Linked DNA regions of Mus musculus: region 1 is linked to region 2. The links are chromatin contacts, called in public HiCAR-type maps. All regions are on one chromosome and are shown on one strand. Each heading gives the region's core, a stretch centred on a gene start, on an enhancer-like site or on the middle of the called end of the contact. The rest is flanking DNA. Distances are from core to core; before and after follow the strand shown. Region 1 overlaps Abca9 (ATP-binding cassette, sub-family A (ABC1), member 9). Region 2 has its middle 36 kb from the start of 1700023C21Rik.

Region 1 (7,034 bases), core at 3,785-6,284, 250 kb after region 2:
TTATTGTTTTCATAGCTTTGCTGGGATGCCCTGTAATTGGATTCATGGAGTGTAGTTCTTTTCACATTGTCTTCAAGTTTACTTTGTGTTATTCCAGGGATTAATAGCTCATTTCTCCTTAGTAGTAAATAATATTCTATCACATAGCTACATGTCCATTTATTTCACCATTTATCATCTTTAATATGTCTTGGCTTAGCTATCTATTTGGACAATTATTTATAAAGCTTATATAGTTATTTGTGAAGCTTTTGTATGTAGTGAAAGGTTTTATTTGGTTTTCCTTTAGAAACAATGTAGTGTAATGAATGGTTTTATTTGTTTTTTTCTTTGGAAGAAACTTTATAAGAAATAAATTCTTTGAATTCATATTGCTGTAAACAACTTCTGATGGTTTGTATAGGCTTGGCCCAGGGAGTGGCACTATTAGGAGGTGTGGCCCTGCTAGAGTAGGTATGGCCCTCCTGGAGTAGGTGTGGCCCTGTTGGAGGAGGTGTGTCACTCTGGGTGTGGGCTTTAAGACCCTCATCCTATCTGTCTGGAAGCCAGTATTCTGCTAGCAGCCTTCAGATGAAGATGTAGAACTCCTGGTTCCTCCTGCACCGTGCCTGCCTGGATGCTGCCATGCGCCTGCCTTGATGACAATAGACTGAACCTCTGAACTTGTAACCCAGCCCCAATTAAATGTTGTTCTTATGAGAGTTGCCTTGGTCATGGTGTCTGTTCACAGCAGTAAATCCCTATCTCAAAGACAACTCATTTGCAAGATATACCAAAAGCGAACATACAAAGTATAATTCCTACGAATTCTATTGTTAGGCTTATATCCACAAATACATATATACATGTAAACATAAATGTGCCAAAGTTTACATAATACTGACTTCCTGTCAGTATTACTGATAACAGCCCCAAACAGCAAGTCATTTGATATGTATCATGAGTAGATAAGTCATTTACAGCTTATCTGTCAATGGTATAGCATTGCAATAGAAAGAACCAGGCAGAGTGGGATAGAAATCTATACCTAATGTATGCATTAAGCTTTGTGCATATGCATCCACATAGACAGTACAATTTAGATATACCTATGATCATCTTAGAGCAACTAGAATTTCCTACAAAAGAGTTATTAATTTACCATTCTGCTTAGTACAATGGTTAGAATATATACTCCTTGGGACTGGAGAGGCTCAGCATTTAAGAGCCCGTGTCACTTTTCTAGAGGGCCAAGTTTGTTTCCTAGCACAGACATGGTATCTCATTAGCATCCCTAACTTCAGTTCCATGATATCTGATATCCTTTTCTGAACTCCACAGACACCAAGCACACATGGGGTGTTCTCACCTCCAAGCAGGCTAACCACCCGTATACACAATCTAATTTAAGTAAGTCTAAAACAAACTTTAAGTAAAATAAAATATATGCTCCTAGATTTGTTCAAGGAAGAGCTAAAAAATAAAACAAGAAGCATTTGTGCATACTTACAATTAGGAAGAAAAATGACCAGATGCCACTATTTTTTCTGCCATTACGAAAAATGAATGAAATCACATAAGTCATGAATATGAGAGATGATGCATAGCCAATACTACATGGGATCTGAAAACAGAAACACGCAGGTGACACAGTCAATACTACTTAAGGGTAATCATACCTCTCAACTTTTTTTTTAATCCCCCTTCCTGGTCTCTCATCCTATACCCCCTCCCCTTTGCCTCTAAGATGCTTCCCCACCCACCCACTCCTGCCTCACCCATCTAGCATCCCCCTACGCTGGGGCATCAAGCCTCCACAGGACCAAGGGCCTCCCTTCCCATTGATGCCAGATAAGGCATTCCTCAGCTATATATGCAGCTGGAGCTATGGACCCATCCATGTGCACTCTTTGGTTGGTGGTTTAGTCCCTGGGAGATCTGCATGGTCTGGTTAGTTGATAATGTTGTTCTTCCTATGGGGTTGCAATCTCCTTCAGCTCCTTCAGTCCTTTCTCTAACTCCTCCATTGGGGTCCCTATGCTCAGTCCGATGGTTGGCTGCGAGCATCCACATCTATATTGGTCAGGAACTGGCAGACCCTTTCAGGGGGCAGCTATAACAGGCTCCTCTCAGCAAGCGTGTTTGGGCATCAGCAATAATGTCTAGGTTCCGTGTCTGCAGATGAGATGGATCCTTAGGTGGGGCAGTCTCTGTACGGCAGTGACTGGAGAAAAGGCCATCCAGAGACTGCCCCACCTAGGAATCCATCCCATCTGCTGATATCAACTCTTTAAAATAATGGTATAGGCAATTTTAAGTTCTTTGTCTTGATGATGATGATGAAGATGATGATGATGGTGATGATGATGATATTGGTAGGGGAAACTAGGCAGCAAAGGGGGAAACGAGAAGGCTCCCTGCTGCTATTTCCTTTCCAGGAACTACTTGAGACATGAAAACCAACATGTCCATTTCTTCTCAAATGAATGATCCAACTGATGTTTGCTAATACCCTGGTAGATAAAGAGTCTGAAATTTTACAATTTTTTTAAAGAAGACAAATATTGAGTGCTAAACATGAATCAGTTCCAAGCGGCTTGTAACATATTTTTTCAAGTACTAGTCTTCCACTGCTTGGTAAAAAGTCATTCAGTACTAAGGAGCTTCTATTTGTACTAAATGGAGGTTAAGATGGAGATACACAACTGACCAAGGTTCAGAAAATGAGAGACTGCAGGTTGCTTAGTTCTTGACTACACCTCCCCAAGGCTCAGACATCATTGGCAGAGAGGATGTGGGATGGGTGTAAGCACCTGAGGTGGTAGATGATGCCCTATATGAACTCACAGCAGCGGGAGTAGCATGTATAAGATCTGTGCAGGCAGGAGCCAGGCCAAATGGAGAGAGGAGTTAGGCATACAATCTCAGCCCAAGTCATATGGAGCTACTGGCAATTATTAGCTGCTGAGAGACAGTGTCCTCTAAGAGTGTAGCCCCTGGTAAGCTGCATAATCTTCCATGGAGGACCACACTTGTCAAAATATTCAGGTTGATTTTGAAAGATTGTTTTTTTTTTAAAGAAAGTGAGATGTGAAACCAATTCAATGCAGCAGGCTTCTCTTCAAAGCAGGATCCAGATATTTAAGTCCCATAACCTAAAAGAGCAGGTTTCCATTTTCAGTTAGGAATAAGTTTCTCTTTTTTAAACCTGATGTGCCCTGTAAAACATGACTTTGAACACCAAACCCTGACACTATTACTGATGCTATGTTGTTCTTGCAGACGATCCTCGGAGAGGCTCTACCAGCACCCGAATGAGACAGATACTGATACTTGCAGCCAACCATTGGGATTTCGGTAGGGACCCCTACAGAAGAGTAGGGGAAGGATTGGAGGAACTGAAGGGGATGGCAACCCCACAGGAAGACCAACAGTGTCAACTAACCTGGACCCCCTGGGAGCTCCCAGAGACTAAGCCACCAACCAAAGGGCATACATGGGCTGGTCCCTGACCCTCAGCACATATGAAGCAAAGCCCTGCCTTGTCTGCCCTCAGTGCGAAAGGATTTGCCTGATCCTGTAGACTTGATGCCCCAAGGAGGGGGGACACCCTCTCAGAGGTGAAGGGGACAGGGGGTGGGAGAAGAACTCTGCAAGAGGGGTACGGGGAGGGGGGCAACATTTGGGATGTAAATAAATAAAATAATCAATTAATAATAACAAACGTGGAAAATAAAACTTGCTTTAATTGCTCCATCATGGAAGTGTTTTTTTTCTCATATATTTGGGATTAATAAAGTCTGGGTGGGTGAATTGGGAAAGAGTTGGGGAACAGGGTGTAAATACAATCAAGACAGGTCTGAAACGCTCAACTAATTTAAAAATAAGATTTAAAAATCAATAAAACATTGCTGGCCTTTCAGTAGTCAGTTACAGTCCTCAGAATGCTTAGAACTAAAGGCAAGGGTCATAACAGGGACTTCCAAATGGCCCAACAGCGTCAACATTAAAGGGTATGCTGGCAGTATAAGATAGTCTCAGTCAGTCACTCTTGGTCCAAAGCTAACACAACTTTAAAGGAAGCCTACAGTTAATGCAGCTCGTTATCTTCCACAGCCTGAGGCCAGGCCCCAAGAAAAACTGTGGGGTGACTGCAAGGCTGCGTCACATCATATTAATGTGCCGTAGTTCCCGCTCTGGTCATCTACAAGTGTAGAGAGCACCTTTCAAGCTGATTTTGTGCCCAAACCCCTGCCACCCTGGAAAAAGGACAGTTTTTGCATTCTATCAGTGAGAACCAAAAGAGCAAGGACTCTGCCTACCTCATTCCTTCTCTGCACAGCGCTCATTTTGCCTCAAGGTCTACCTTTTATGGGTATTCTGTTAGCCTCTCTCTCTCTTTCTCTCTCTCTCTCTCTCTCTCTCTCTCTCTCTCTCTCCCTCCCTCTCCCTCCCCCCTCCCCCCCATGTTTCAGCCCCCTTCTCCTGGCAGCTGCTAATATTTCCAGCTTGTGTGGGGCTTTCTTCCTTTTTTGAACCCCAACAAATCATTCTCAAGTTCCTTTCTGAGATTTTTTTTAAATTCTTTTATCAATGGAACCTAGATTAAACCTGCCAAGGGGACTCTGTGAACTAATATTATTCCATTCGCGGAAAAGATGGTCTAATAAAACTTCATCCCCAAAGTAAGAATTTCTAAATCTTTGCCACTTACCTGAATCAACAGGCTCTCCATCACAGATATAAACTCCTCAGAACTAAAAACACTGTCCATTATTTGCATGAGAAAGAGAATGAGGAAGTATATGGGAATGTCCACCAGAGCCTGTCCACACCAGTAAGCAGACGGGTAAAGGCCTGAAGTCCACAGCTGGGAAAGAACTTTTTTCTGATAATAATAATAAACAAAAACAAACAAACAAAAACAAAACATAAAGATCATCATAAAATCCTAGAAAGCTGAGACCCAGGCAACCACACGCATAGTCACAGCAGCTATTCTTACTGTATCCCTTTAATAACTATTACTCTTGTTTGGAAAATGACATCACCACTTGCCACAACCCTACACCAGAGGGACGGCTAATATTGCAAAACAAGACAGATAAGTTGACTCAGCTCTCCCTAAGGGGTTTTTTTTTAATCTACTGCTGGATACTGTCAAGAGTACGGATGTTAGCGATAGGTCCTTATTAAACACTTTTATATTTAATTTTTTATTTACAAATGCTGAGCTGTTGCGCATGATGCCTTGATTGGCAGCTGTCAGGCTTGTGCAGGGAGACTTTGAACAGGGATGGTAACTCTAGTTCCAGGGAACTGGACATCCTCTCCTAACCTTCATAGGCACGTGCACTATATGCATGTGATAGATAAATGCATGCAGACAAACACTCTTACACTTAAAATGTGTCTGATAGGGCATGGGAACAGAGGCCGGTCCATTATTCACTGGGATGGGAAGCAACAGAATGTGCAGAATTTAAAGGAAAAAACATTGCTACTTTAGTGGTATTCATTCCTGGTGGAGAAGAAACAGTTAACAAATGAGGAAAGTCTTATGACCATAAGCCCCATTCAAATATTTTGCATGGCAGTTTTTAATGGGCCTTATTAAACGGGGAAAAGGTCTGGGTTGAAACTGTCTTTGTGATGAGATATGAGTACCAAGGAGTGTGTTGTAGGAAGAATAGGGTGGTCTCCAAGAATAATTAAAAGCTGTCACTTGCTACTGGTTGGTGGCGCTATCCTGTTTAAGGAAAATGCGTTTTATTCCTATTTTGACAGCCTATTATTGAAATGCTCCATTATATATTGCAACGAACACACACATTAGATTCGCTACCTATGCTCACAAGATCCAAAGGAAGTTTTCCTGGGTGTGAAGGAGATCTGAAGACTTTAATAATGTCTTACTTTGTGGTCACTGATGCTGCCCATCGCAATGTAAGGGGTGAGGCTGGCAGCCACTGGTATCCAGAAAAATGCGTTGCTCATGAATCCGTACTCATAAAGCATGTGTTCCTACAATCATACAGACATGGTAAGCGGAGAGAAAGCAGGTCTCTGACTTGATTGTACTGTCCTCAGTGTATCAGCCAAATAAATGGGCCCGTCCCAAGGTTCTATCTGTAGAACAGAGCTCCCGTCTCTTACTCTAAGATTAAAGCATTTCACACATCAATAGCATTTATCTCTATGTCTATATTTAGCTATCTCCCTTTCTACACACACACAAAACAAAAACAAAACACATAATTTATTATATAATACACATTCTTGGAACACCCATGGAGAAGTTATTTTTTTCTATTTTCATAAACTTATGCCAAAGTAGTTCAGTTCGATATTTATAAAGAGTTATTCTTCTGCTTCTGGATAATGCAAAAGTATTAGATTTAAATGTTTTGGAGGACTAGGCTTTTATAAAGTCATAAGTGCATGGATGTTAGAAAGTAATTCCTTCCTGAGGACCAGATTTCATGGTAGAAGAAGGTGACATTTGAGCTTCCAGAGGAGGGGATAGGGGAGACCAAGAGTCCTTCCTACCCAGTCACGATGCCTATGTACAAACAATGACCAGCATGGCACTCTATTTCATAGGGTGTTATAGTGCCAGTCATATCTTGTTGGCAATCAGTGGCTGTCTAGGGCTAGTGAAGTCATGGTTCTTGAAGGAGAACTTACAAACACCTCTTTACTAAACTAATATAATTTCTAACCTGATTCTAAATGTATCTACATGTAAATTCAAGGTCACCTGAGCTAGTAGCTAGTAATTAGTTTGTAGTTAAGACATTTATTTATTTCATTATTTTTTTGAGACAAAATCTCACAAAGTATTCTGGGCTAATAGCAAACGGTAAGCCTCGTGAATCTATCTCCTGGGTGCTGGGATTAAATGTTTGTGTCCAACAAGACACCTTTTTTAAAAACAGGTGCCATCTCAGAAGGGGAAGAGAAGGAGGTGTTTAGGGCTGGCCACTCTCCTTTTTTGATCCAAGGGGACAGACTTTTGTGAAGGAAATGAAAGAGCAAACCACAGTCGCCATTTC
Region 2 (7,110 bases), core at 610-3,109:
CACACACACTTACACACACACAGGCACACACACACTCACACAGAGACACACATACACACACAGGCACACACACACACACACACACACACACACTCACACACATACACACACACATGCACACACACTCACACAGACACACACAGGCACAGATACACACAGAGACACACATACACACAAAGGCATATACACACTCACAGAGAGACACACATGTATATACACAGACACACACACTTACACACAGGCACACACACATTCACATAGAGACACACATACACAGGCACACACACACTCACAGAGAGACATACATATATACAGACACACACACACTCACACACACACACACTTACACACAGGCACACACACATTCACATAGAGACACACATACACAGGCACACACACACTCACAGAGAGACACACATATATACAGACACACACACACACTCACACACACACAGGCACACACACACATGCACACATACTCACACAGACACACACACACTTACACAGGCACACACACACACAGGCACAGACACACACAGGCACACATACTCACACACACACACACACACACACACACACACACACACTTACACAGGCACACACTCACATGCACACACACTCACACACACTCACTTACACAGGCGCACACACACACAGAGGCACAGACACACATACACCCAAGCTCACAGTGGTTTTCCTGCTTCTCTCTTCTGAGTTCTGTGACTACAGTCATGAGTGAGCCCCTACTCTAGGCTCAGTTTCCAAATTATACCTAAGTTTAAAATCTCCTATTCACCATGCTGCCAAGTGTGGCACACATAGCATGAGTTTCCATAGGGTCTGTTAGAAACCAACCCTAGCACTGTCTTGTTGCTCTTCCTTCCTAGACATCGTTGTTGCCAAAAGAAAATAAACAAGAGAGGTTAAAAGTCTCACCTCTTCCTGTAATTTGAGCTCGACAGAGATGTAGATATTAAATGAAACCCCAGAATTTGACAATAGTTCATAGGGGTCAATGTTAAGCCCTGAACCTAGGCCAGTGGATTTTTTTTTTTTTTTTGGTGGTTGTTTATTTATTTATTTTGTTAGCTAGCCATCTGAAGCACATCTGAAGAAGTTCCATTCTTTCCTGGCCAAGGAAAAGAATTTTCCTTCAAGACTGGCTGACACAGTCAAGGCAGAGTCTTCTTTGGGGAGAGCCAGCTGGGTGACAGGAAGCACTTTTTCCATCCTAGACTTTGGCCTTCAGCACCGTGACCACCCAAGGCTCAAGCATCAGGGATCCTACTCTCTGCAAAACCCATGACTGTGCTCAGAGGAAAATCAGGGCTCCCTTTCCATCTGGCACCATCTGCGTCTTTGCTGTAGATCTCAGTTGCCCAACACTGCTCTCCCTGTGAGGGACCAGGGCAGGCTACTGAAGCAGCATCATTTTGAAGACCGTGCATTCTCAGGAGACTCCCAGTTTCCTTGGATCATGACTTCCCTTTTTGTTGTGGCCTTAGGGTCACAGATTCTATCTCTGGGTTCTAAGAAGGCATATTCTACCTAGAGAATCTTCCTTCTCTTTTTCTGTCTTCTTCCTCTTCTTCCTCCTCCTCTTTCTCCCCCTCCTTGCCCTCCTCTCCCATCTTCTTTTTTTCTGTACTGGGCTTGGCTCCAAGGCCCTGTGCATGGCAGACAAGTACTCTGCCAACAGCGCTACATCTCCAGCCTACTTTCTTCTTGACATTCATCCCTGGCTGGTTCTGGATCTCCCAGTTCCTAAGTCACAGTCACGCATGTCCTAAAAGTGTCCCGATTGGGTATAGCATGACCTCACACATATTGTCCCTCAATGGAGGTTATCCTCTAGAGCTCTTTAAAACCTAATCCCCAGTAGTGAGCAGTCTGATAATCAATATGAATCATATCAGCTCTTGGACAATGATCTTGTCCTGGCTCTTACCCTGGAGTGTGAGACGTGTAGTTAGCTCTTATGGTGATAAAACATGAAAGTATGGCACATGGAGTCTGGGCCAGACTGACTTCTGTTCCCATTCCTACATCTGCTGTTCAATGTTAAGTGACCCCCTAAGTTATTCTGTTTCTTTAGTGTGACTGAAATACACACACACACACACACACACACACACACGTATATATATATATATATACACACATATATAGCTTAGTCTTAATCCACATTTCCTACATACATTCTCTCACATAGATTCAAAGTCTATAGATCACTCTAAATTCAATATTTGTTGCCTTAGCAACCATTATGATGATTGGTTTACCTACAGTTTCACTTAGCTTCCATCTCCAGCTAGCTATTTTACATTTTTTATTTATTTATTTAATTTATTTATTATTATTCATAAGTATACTGTAGCTGACTTGAGACACACCAGAAGAGGGTGTCAGGTCTCATTATGTGTGGTTGTGAGCCACCATGTGGTTGCTGGAACTTGAACTCAGGACCTTCAGAAGAGCAGTCAGTGCTCTTACCCACTGAGCCATCTCTCCAGCCCCTATTTATTTATTTATTTATTTATTTATTTATTTATTTATTTATTATTTTTACTTATCCACCTTATATCATGCTCACTGCCCCCTCCCAGTTATTCTCTCTCACAATCCTTCCCCCATCCCCCTTCTCCTCTGAGCAGGTGGGAGCTCCTCTGAGAATCCCCTGACCCTGTTACTTTAAGTCTCTAGTGAGGCTAAACAAACCCTCACTCATTGAGGCCAGACAAGAAAATCCAGCTAGAATACATCTCACATATAGACAATAGCTTTTGGGATAAACCCTATTCCAGCTGTTCAGGACCCACATGAAGACCCAGCTGCACATCTGCTACCTACGTGCAGGGAGGCCTAGGTCCAGCCTGTGTATGTTCTTTGGTTGGTGGTTCAGTTTCTAAGAGCCCCAAAGGTCCAGGTTAGTTGACTCGGTTGGTCTTCCTGTGAAGTTCCTATGGGGGCCCACAATCCTTTCTCCTGTTCTTCCATAAGTGTCTCCAAGCTCCATCCACTGTTTGGGTGGGTGTCTGTATCTTTTTGAGTCAGCTGCTAGGCGGAGCATCTCAGAGGACAGCCATGCTAGACTCCTGGGACAGCAACCCACCCATAAAACTTTTGACCCAAAATTCATCCTGTCTACAAGAAATGCAGGGTCAAGGGATGGAGACTGAGGGAATGGCCAACTGTGATGGTTTGTATATGTTCGACCCAGGGAGTGGCACTATTAGAAGGTGTGGCCCTGTTGGAGTAGGTGTGGCCTTGTTGGAGTAGGTGTGTTACTGTGGGTGTGAGCTTTAAGACCCTCAGCCTAGGTGTCTGGAAGCCCGTATTCTGCTAACAGCCTTCAGATGAAGATATAGAATTCTTGGCTCTGTCTGTACCATTCCTGCCTAGATGCTGCCATACGTCTGCCTTGATGATAATGGACTGAACCTCTGAACCTGTAAGCCAGCCCCAATTAAACGTTGTCCTTACAAGAGTTGCCTTGGTCATGGTGTCTGTTCACAACAGTAAAACCCTAAGACAGAAGTTGGTACCAGGGACTGGGGTATTGCTGTGATAGGCCTAACCATGCTTTTGTTTTGAAAAAATGTGAATTTGAGGACTTTGGACTTGGAAAGCGGTGGATTGCTTTAAGCGGGGCTTAATGGGCTGTCCTAGTGGGAATAAGGAAGACTTTGTTTCTGAGGGAGACTTGAACTGTGGAAGCCTGTTTCTAGAGGTTTCAGAGGAGAAGAATTTTAGCATGTGGCTGAGAGACTGTTTCTGTGATATTTTGGTGAAGAATGTGGCTGCTTTTTGCCAGTGTCCAAAGAATCTGCTTGAGGCTAAGGTGAAGAGACTCAGCTTAATTTCACTGACAAATGAAGTCTCAGAAACTCCCAGCATAGACTTTGTTCTCTGGTTAAGTCTTATGAAGAGCATTTTAAACAAGCATATCAAGCTAATAAAGGAAAAATATAAAATACATGGTTGGAGTATTAAAAGGGCACCAGGAAGTGGAATGGAGCTGAATCCTGTGTTCAAGGATGTTAAATTGAATTAAGGGAGTAGTAACATTGCAGCAAGATCCCACCCAGCTAAATTTAGGTCCAGGCATGGTAGTACAAGCCTTTAATCCCAGAAGGCAAAGACAAGCAGATCTTTGAGTTCAAAGTCAGTCTACAGAGCAAGTTCCAGGACAGCCAAACTTAGGCAATGAAGGAATTAGAAAACAGAGAGCTGGTGAGAATGTAATAGAACAAGGGGACCATGTTCGAGCTCCAGCAAGCAGCAGAACTTGGCAGCTTTGGCCACATGGCTCTGGCTTTAGAATACAGAATAAAAGGGACTACTGGGACAATTGATGCTGGTTAGCTGGAGCTAAGAAATTAGCAGTGATTAAGAAGAGACCAACATCGCTTAGATAAAATCTTCTAGGAAGTGTTTTCTGAGAGCAGGAAGAAGCTGTGTTCTAGAGATAGTCAAGGTTGTACCTCATGCTACAGCTGTACTTGGTAATGTGGAAGAGTCACCCAGGTGGTACTGGTTTTGAAGGCATGAAGGGGTCATGTAGAGCAGCTAAGGCTTGGCATTATGAGAGGCCATGGAAGGCCATTGGTGAAGGTGCAGCCTCAGTTGCAGTTGATGGACCAAGACTGAAGGGATCAGGCAAAGAATTTGAGGCTTGGCACCATGAAGAGAGCCTATTGGTGAAGCCTAGTTGCAGTGGAAGACCCTAGCATACTAGAGATGCCAGTACCATGGGATGATCACCAAGAACAGCAGCAGGAGTGGAGTGGATCAACCGGAGCTTAGAGTGCTACAGAGGGCAGAGATGGAGAAGAGACACCAGCCCTTTGTTGCAGTCAACAAAGATGAAAAAGGAGTTGGAGATCTAAAGACTGCTTTGACATCAGACATGGAAATGCTGAATTTGGAGTTTGCCCAACTGGTTTCCTGTCTTGCTTTGGGGATTACAGTTAAGTGATTGGATGAATCTCAGAAGGACCTTGAACTCTGGGACTTTTAACACTGTTGAGACTACTACAGACTATGGGGACTTTTGAAGTTGGACTAAATGTATTTTGCATTATGCTGTGTTTAGGTGTGGCTTCCATAGATAAGCCTCTGGGGACCAAGGGAGTGGAAAGTGATAGTTTGTATATGCTCTGCCCAGGGAGTGGCACTATTAGAAGGTGTGTCCCTGTTGAAGTAAGTGTGTCACAGTGGTCATGGCTCCTCTTCACAGGAGTAAAACCCTAACTAAGACACCAACCAATAACCAGCCCAACTTGAGAGTCATTCCATGGACAAGCACCAATCCTTAACACTGACACTATTAATGATACTGTCATTTGTTTCTTGATGACAGCCAGTTGACAGGAATGAGGTAGACTCTCAAAGCTGTTTCAATTTGCACTGCCCTTATGACATAGGGTGTTGAACATTTTCCCAAGTATTTATCGTCCCTTTGTGTTTCCTCTTTTGAGAATTCCCTGTTGGGTCCATGAGCCAGATTACTGACTGGATGATTCACCTCTCACCCTGGGGCTGTGGCAGGCAGATTTCTGAGTTCGAGGCCAGCCTGGTCTACAGAGTGAGTTCCAGGTTAGCCAGGGCTACACAGAGAAATCCTGTCTCAAAAAAACAAAAACAAAAAAACCAAAACAAACCAAAACAAAAAAATAAAAAATAAAAAACAACCAACCAACCAACCAACCAACCAACCAACCAACCAACCAAACAAACAAACAAACAAAACCAAAAAAAAAAAAAAAAAAAAAAAAACAAAACCAGAATTTCTCAGTTTTAAACAATAGATTGTCTCTTCATCTGGAATCCAGCCAGTGTATCTGAGTTACAAAGAATGAGAAAATGGGGTTCTTCTCCACTGTTGTAAGAGGAATCACCCTTACAAAACAAAGAAAGAATCAAACAACAATAAAAAAAAAAAAAAAAAAAAAAAAAACAAAAACAAAGCCACAGTTGGATTTGATGCTGGTGAGGTAGTGGGCATGTCCTGAGTATATAGCTGCTGGTATTGTTTTGCCAGAGCTACTTGGCTTATATTGGGATAAGGTTTCTGCTTCTCTTCTTGCCAACCCAGCGCAGGTGCCTGCAGCCATGTTCTGCTTGGTTTATTTTATTGGGTGAAACACTTGTCTTTTCTCCTACACTTTTCAGGTCTCTGATCACACTGTCTTCGTGGGTTTTACTGATTGTGGAGCAAGCAAAAGAACAGATAGCAAGTAATAGTAGTAACAGACAGTCAGCAGAAACCAGCTCAGGAAGCGGTGGCCAGACCAGCGGAGCTCTGATTGGGTCTGTCCATTGATGGCTTTGGTTTTTGCCTTACTGTTCTCTCTACAAGCATTTCACGCCATTGGAAACCATAGCAACCTCTGTTGTGAATGGTTTACTTTCTGTCTGCATTTCCCTCTCCTTGTCAGGAGCCAGGGCTCAGCCTGACTTGGGACAGGAGGTCTCGGAGGACACTTGATATAAATGTCTTTGAAACTGAGTCAAGAGAGGGCTTCTTGCTCCAGATCCCTTTTCCAGTAAGTGTGAACAGCACCTGATAAGTCACCAATAGAATGTAACGTTTATTGGCTCTTCCTGTTCTGTTGGCTGCTTCCTCAAACTTGCTAGAGAGCTGAGAGTGAACTTGAACTTACAATTCTCTCACTTCTGGGTTTTATTCTTGCTCATGCTTGTGGTTACTAAGAAAGCATTGTTTAATCCAAAATCCAAAGGCTCACAACTATGTTCTCTGTTAAGGGTTTTAATCACTTCAACTGTCCAGTTTAAGTTTTTGAACTCTTGAGCTCACTTCCGTATATCAAGTAAGGTCGAGGATCCAGCTTCATTATTTCGTCAATGGAAGGCTCTCTTGACTGGTACTGTTTTTGTGCAGGGCAAAGGTCTAGACACGTCTTGAAGATTTTGCATTTTCCAAATCAGGAAGCTGTTGTCTGATGTCCAGTGTCAAGCATGTGTTGCTAGAGCCATGAGTTAGACAGTAGTTGTTCTAGCACCAACTCTTCTTCTAGAGACTCGTAAGTTATCAGGACAGCTTTCCTCTATGGAATTCTGAGGCCTCAGAGTATGCACCAGTATCCA

Evidence for each region. HiCAR-type assays count read pairs that join an accessible place to other places.
Region 1: a contact with region 2 is called in a HiCAR-type map of fibro-adipogenic progenitors, with 3 times the contacts expected there. The contact joins two enhancer-like sites. A contact is called at or near these places in 1 of 15 datasets of contacts at CTCF or cohesin (the NIH/3T3 cell line), 3 of 484 Hi-C or Micro-C datasets (bone marrow-derived macrophages, embryonic stem cells and liver) and 2 of 115 datasets of contacts at active chromatin or transcription factors (fibro-adipogenic progenitors and heart atrium).

Annotation. Positions count from the first base shown.
Region 1 is chr11:110,125,872-110,132,905 of GRCm38.p6, forward strand. Abca9 (ATP-binding cassette, sub-family A (ABC1), member 9) reads right to left here. Exons shown (of 39, transcript NM_147220.2): 23 at 5,896-6,003; 24 at 4,694-4,867; 25 at 1,490-1,603. Among named protein-coding and RNA genes, the nearest start is that of Abca8a, 33 kb to the left of the region's middle. Within about 2 kb of position 5,035, at least 15 of the 459 cell types and tissues checked have an H3K27ac peak or open chromatin away from gene starts, as enhancers often do. A contact at or near this core is called in fibro-adipogenic progenitors, where this site is marked.
Region 2 is chr11:109,877,827-109,884,936 of GRCm38.p6, forward strand. No RefSeq gene overlaps it. Among named protein-coding and RNA genes, the nearest start is that of 1700023C21Rik, 36 kb to the left of the region's middle. Within about 2 kb of position 1,860, at least 8 of the 459 cell types and tissues checked have an H3K27ac peak or open chromatin away from gene starts, as enhancers often do. A contact at or near this core is called in fibro-adipogenic progenitors, where this site is marked.